2 separate regions of the Pan troglodytes genome follow, and region 1 is linked to region 2. A link is a contact called in public HiChIP or PLAC-seq data. All regions are on one chromosome and are shown on one strand. Each heading gives the region's core, a stretch centred on a gene start, on an enhancer-like site or on the middle of the called end of the contact. The rest is flanking DNA. Distances are from core to core; before and after follow the strand shown. Region 1 holds the start of PTCH2 (patched 2). Region 2 holds the start of MMACHC (metabolism of cobalamin associated C).

What was found. HiChIP or PLAC-seq counts read pairs in DNA pulled down with a chosen protein or histone mark.
Region 1: an H3K4me3 HiChIP or PLAC-seq map of stem cell-derived excitatory neurons shows a contact between it and region 2, with 4 times the contacts expected there. The contact joins the promoter of PTCH2 here to the promoter of MMACHC in region 2. A contact is called at or near these places in 2 of 7 Hi-C or Micro-C datasets (induced pluripotent stem cells and stem cell-derived neural progenitor cells) and 1 of 1 datasets of contacts at active chromatin or transcription factors (stem cell-derived excitatory neurons).

Annotation. Positions count from the first base shown.
Region 1 is chr1:186,121,815-186,124,774 of NHGRI_mPanTro3-v2.0_pri, forward strand. PTCH2 (patched 2) reads left to right here and starts at 1,432. Exons shown (of 22, transcript XM_016961510.3): 1 at 1,432-1,824; 2 at 2,643-2,835. The coding sequence starts at 1,753.
Region 2 is chr1:185,464,940-185,468,010 of NHGRI_mPanTro3-v2.0_pri, forward strand. It overlaps MMACHC (metabolism of cobalamin associated C), which reads right to left and starts at 1,449. Exons shown (of 4, transcript XM_024345381.3): 1 at 1,070-1,449. CCDC163 (CCDC163 homolog) reads left to right here and starts at 1,822. Exons shown (of 6, transcript XR_010154163.1): 1 at 1,822-1,951; 2 at 2,040-2,138.

The sequences.
Region 1 (2,960 bases), core at 182-2,681, 660 kb after region 2:
ATTCCAGCACTTTGGAAGGCCCAGGTGGGCAGATGACCTGAGCCCAGGAGTTTGAGACCAACCTGGGCAACATGGCGAAACCCTGTCTATACAAAATTACAAAAATTAGCTGGGTGTGGTGGTGCACACCTGTAGTCCCAGCCATTTGGGAGGTTGAGGTGGGAGGATCCCTTCAGACTGGGAGCTCAAGGCTGCAGTGTGCTGTGAACGCACCACTGCACTCCAACCTGGGCAACAGAGGGAGATCCTGCCTCAAAAAAAAAAAAAAAAGTGGGTTTTGGGGGTGATTCAAGTTCAGTTTTTGAAGATTATCTGCCAAGACAAAAGGACCAAAACATGTACAAAGGCAGGAACGAGGGAACACTGATGTGAGGGAACTATGGGAGAGAAGGCTTTAGCTAGATCACACAGGGCCCTGTGCTCCAAGTGGGCCTTGTGCTTTGGAGCTATCAGATTTGCATGTTAGAGAAATGACTCTGGTCTCAGTGGAGAGAGTGGACTGAAGAGGGCAAGAATGGAAGCCGGGAAGAGTGAACAGAAGAAATCTCGGGCTTTGATTGGGTCGGAAAGAAAGTGTGGCCCTACCCACTTTGATGCCATCTCTAAGACCTACTGCTACCTGACCCCCGACCTCTGGAAGGAGACTGTATTCACCAAGTCTCCCTATCAGGAATTCACTGACCACCTCGTCAAGACCCACACCAGAGTCTCCGCGCAGAGGATCCAGGCTCCAGCTGTGGCTACAACATAGGGTTTTTATACAAGAAAAATAAAGTGAATTAAGCCTGAAAAAAAAAAAAAAGAAAAGAAAAGAAAAAGAAATTGTGGCCCTAGGCCGGGCGCGGTGGCTCACGCTTGTCATCCCAACACTTTGGGAGGCTGAGGCGGGCGGATATCCTGAGCTCGGGAGTCTGAGACCAACCGGGGCAACATGGCGAAACCCGTTTTCTACCAAAAATACAAAAAGCCGGGCGTGGGGGTGCATGCCTGTGATCCCAGCTACTCGGGAGGCTGAGGTGGGAGGATGGCTTGAGCCTGGAAGGCGGAGCCTGCAAGCCGAGATGGAGCCACTGCACTCCAGCCTGGGTGACAGAGTGAGACCCCGTCTTAAAAAAAAAAAAAAAAAAAAAAAAGTGTATCCCTAACAGAGCCCGCAAATGCCCTTTCTCAGCGTAAGCCTCTGGACTTACACTTGGCCGGCGCTGCGCCTTTCCGGGATCCCCCTCCCTCCTCCTCCCTGGGGCCCCGAGGGCGGGAGGGAGGCGCGGGGTGGCCCAGCCTGGGTGGTCTCCCGCCCCGCCCCCTGCGGCGCCGTTACCTAGCAGCGGGCCGGGCCGCGCGGCTAGGGTAATTTGCGGGCCCCTCAGCCAATGGGAGGGCGTCGCCCCGGCCAGCTCCCTTTTCTGGAGCTCCAGCCGCCTCCCGGGGACTGCAGTCGCCACCTCGAGCCCTGCTGTGCGTCTCGGGCCAGCAATTCCGCCTGCGCGCGGGACCCATTCCTCCTCCAGCCGCCGCGGCCCACGGCCCACGGAGCGGGTGAATCCCGGCGCCGCGCCCCGGACCCGCAGCTCCCTGCTCTCCTCCCTCCCAGCCGCTTTAACACCCACACCCCACAGTCTCTCCCACGCCCGTGCCTTGGCGGCCCCACTGAATCCCTAAGCGGGGCCCAGCGGTACCGGGAGACCGGGCTAGCCTATGGGAGCGCCCAGATAACGCGGGTTGGGGGCGCCCGCGCCCCCCATCCCCGCCAGCATGACTCGATCGCCGCCCCTCAGAGAGCTGCCCCCGAGTTACACACCCCCAGCTCGAACCGCAGCACCCCAGGTGAGTAGAGGGGGAGCTGGAAGAAGGAAGAGCGGAGCCAGGTCTGTCACTCGGGCCTCTGCAAGGTTTGTGATGTCTTGAAGTGCCGAGTGTCATTAGATGTCTGAAGGCAAGTGAGAGCTAGCACCGCAAGCAAGTTGTGCGTGTGTGTCGGTGTGTCTGTGCCTGTGTCTCCTCATCGTCTGGCCAGTGAGAATGAATGTCTGTGGGTTCACCTCTGTGTCCACCCGACGACAGGTGTGTGTACATATGTATCCTGCTCTCAGAAAATGGGCCTATGCCGGCCGGGCGCGGTGACTCACGCCTGTAATCCCAACACTGGGAGGCTGAGGCAGGCAGATTACCTGAGGTCAGGAGTTCGAGACCAGCCAGGCCAACATGGGGAAACTCTGTCTCTACTAAAAATAAAAAATTAGCAGGGCGTGGTGGTGGGCGCCTGTAGTCCCAACTACTCGGGAGGCTGAGGCAGGAGAATCTCTTGAACCTGGGAGGCGGAGGTTGCAGTCAGCCGAGATCACACCACTGCACTCCAGCAAGGGCAACAGAGCGAGATTGCGTCTCAAAAAAAAAAAAAAAAAAAAAAAAAGAGAAAACAAAAAGAAAAGAAAGGAAAATAGGCCTATGCCTTCCTCAGGTGTGTGCTGGGGGTGGTGGGTGTTACATCTTCCAAGTCTGGGCCTGTGTCTGTGTTGGTGCTCCCTGTCCCACATCCAGAAATCAAGAAGCGAGGGCTGGGCAGCAGATATACAGGGTGAGAAGGGAAGGATTTCATGCATTGTTGCAGTGATGCCTGGCTGACCCTTCTCTTTCCATCCCAGATCCTAGCTGGGAGCCTGAAGGCTCCACTCTGGCTTCGTGCTTACTTCCAGGGCCTGCTCTTCTCTCTGGGATGCGGGATCCAGAGACACTGTGGCAAAGTGCTCTTTCTGGGACTGTTGGCCTTTGGGGCCCTGGCATTAGGTCTCCGCATGGCCATTATTGAGACAAACTTGGAACAGCTCTGGGTAGAAGGTAAGTTGTGGACACTGGCCATAGCTGCTCAGGTATGGTGAGCCCAAGACAAGAACGGGGTGAGGAGCTGGCTACTGAGCTCTAGCAGGCCTGGCCCTGGGGCTGGAGGGTCACCTGCTGGCCAG
Region 2 (3,071 bases), core at 199-2,698:
CTCAATTCCATTTTTTCTGGCAAGACCAGTCTCAAGCTAGACCCAACCTACTTCTCCCTCTATATCCTCTCCCAGGACTGCTGTGAGCCACTCAGCAGAAGGAATGGGAAGTGGGTAGTCTCTTAAGCATCAGGCAAAGGGCTCAAGCTGAGCTGATTTAGCTTTATAACTTAACTGCTCAGTGCACAGGGCACTGATGTGGGGAAATGTAACTGTGTAAATGGGGGTCGGGGTGCGGTGCTGAGACTGCTGTGCCAGGCAAGTGTACAAAGTTTCATTACCCAGCCCAGCACTGATGACTGGAAATATCATGAATTATCCTTCTGTTGGTAGAGGGAACAAACCAGCCAATTGTTTGCCAGTTCATCACCAGGAATGCCCTTCCTTCCTCAGCTGACCTAAATGATAGCTATGCAAACCTTCTAGGCTTTGCCCTCTCCTAAATCCTTTAGGAAGTTCCAAGGTGACTTTGCCTCACAGGTCCCTTTCTTCTTGTAAATTATATAGGTGACAATCTGAGCCACACACGCTACAGGTCATATGGTGTCTCCCGTTAACGAATCCGGCATTACATGGGGGTAAAAGGTTAAACATGCGACAACTTTTTTTTTTTTTTTGACACGGAGTTTCGCTCTTTGTTGCTCAGGCTGGACTGCAATGGCGCAATCTCGGCTCACTGCAACCTCCGTCTCATGGGTTCAAGCAATTGTCCTGCCTCAGCCTCCCGAGTAGCTGGGATTACAGGCATGCACCACCACGCCCGGCTAATTTTATATTTTTAGTAGAGATGGGGTTTCACCATGTTGGCCAGGCTGGTCTCGAACTCCTCACCTCAGGTGATCCGCCCGCCTCGGCCTCCCAAAGTGCTGGGATTACAGGCGTGAGCCACCATGCCCGGCCTCGACCACTACCTTTTTAACCCAAGCCCCCACTGAAACGCTGTCCCTGTTGTCACATGGACACTGGGCTGCAGGAACCCAGGAGGATCAGAGGCTCCCGAGGCCTCACGCCAGTTGCAACGAAGCCAATCATATATTTCGCCCTAGAACAGCAGGAGGGATAAACTAACCTGGAAGGGGTAAACCTCGAAGCCAAAAGGACATAGCGTGTCCTCGATCTTCTGCTTCAGCTCTGCGACTTTCGGCTCCATAGCGCACGTTACACGCTGAGCTTGCTGGGGAATGAAGTCTCAAGGACAATTGGGCCGTTACGTTTTGAGTCAGCTTCGACTCCATTTCCCAGGTAGGAAATGGGTCCAGTAGCGGGACCATATTGCCTATGCGCGATGCATCTTGGGATGCGTAGTTCGTTTCCTCCTTGGAGACAGCCACACGAAATCGGGAAGACTCAGTTTCCCGGCAAGCTACACGGTGGGGGTGTGCATGTACGTGTCTCTTCTAGAGAAAGGTAGTTCCACCGCCTCCATCGCCGGTTGTGTTCGCAAGAGGCGAACTCAGTTTCCCAGGTGGCGCTGCGGCAGCCAGTCCAAAGTCGGACTTTCAAAACCAACCCGAAGTTTTGAACCCGGCGGCGGCAGTTGTCACTGGCACAGGTTTGGCGTGGCGGCGCCAGTGTACTACTTCTGGGGAGGTCTCGACCAGGTTCTGGCACCTTCAATCCCCACCTGATATCTGCGTATCATCACGGTATCCCGCTTTTCCCCCAGTTCCCCAAGAGCGTCCTTCCTTTCCCTAGTCACAGGATCGCAGTTTTGGTCTGATAGCGCATCCACCTACCCCAGTGTTGCATCCCCACTTCCCTCTTTCCATCTAACGTGGTGGCCTTTCCTGGGGATACCTTGGGTATCCCCCGCTGGGAGAGCAAGCACAAGACACCAGGGAGCCAGACCCCTGCCGCTCCCCTGCCACAGGATATGAATACGAGCCTCAGCTGGTTGGAGCAGCTGGATGTGCTTCTCAACGCTACTGATGGAAATGTGGTCCGGAATAAGGTGAGGGGTTGGTGGAAGTCCCCAGTTTGCGTGGGGAGGCTAAGGGACTCTCAGAGTTCATTGGCCTGTGCATCTGTTTCTTTTGTAGCAGTGGCTGTATCCTCTTGGGGTCTCCACAGAGCTCATTGGCCTGTGCATCTGTTTCTTCTGTAGCAGTGGCTGTATCCTCTTGGGGTCTCCACCGCAGGTAAGTAATGTCTCTTTCTACTTCCAAGCCCTTTCTCTTTCTGTGCCTTCCTCCAGTGCCCGTATCATCCATTATTCCTTCCAAATTCCAACTCTGTCCTTTCCTGAACTCTGTTTCCCCACACAGACCCTGCACTTAACCCTTCGTTATTTCCTCAGCCGGGGACCTGGCTGGGACCTGGATTTCCTCTCATCACTTGCCTCTGCAGTTAGGAGTCCAAGCTCAACAGCCTTGGGCTTTAGAGACTCCCATAGTTCCACAAAGGCTGAGCTGCCCTGAGTCCTAGAGCCCATCCTCTCTCTGGGATGAGGTTGCTATTCTCTGATCCCAATTTCAATCTCAGGCTCAGGTGAGGCTTGGAATCCTTGGTGTGTATATGTGATGTTTGTGTGAGATGAGGATACTAGGGGTCGGGAAAAACTGTTATACAGTAGTTCATGTGTTTTTTTCTGCCTGGGGAGGTGACAGGCACTAAGGCAGGCAGTGCAGGGCCTGCTAGAAGAGCGAGAGCAGCAGAAGTACCAGATCAGTGTCCTGGAAGGTATCTGGCCAGTTATTTTCTTCATATACACAGCTTCATATGTATGCACACAATTTTGCCACACACCTGTTGTGTGTGCACATGTGTCTTGTTTTGCAAGTAGAGTATCTAGGGTCTTGTGAAACTCTTAGAGAGGATGATCCCTAACTTGTCCCACTACAGCATCACTAAGGTTGCTGCAGGGGGCCCCAAAGGGGAGTGCTTTTCTCCTGGAGCAACGCCTGGAGGAGCTGAGAAGGGAACTGCAGGGCCTTCAGAGCCAGGTGTGGGAGCAAGCCCAAGCCCCAGCCCAAGCCCAGATGCAAACAGGACCAGGAGAATGCAGTACTACCAATGGCCTTCCTCAGGAGCTGCAGACTGAGTAAGGGATAGGCAAGACCTTGCCTTCTTGA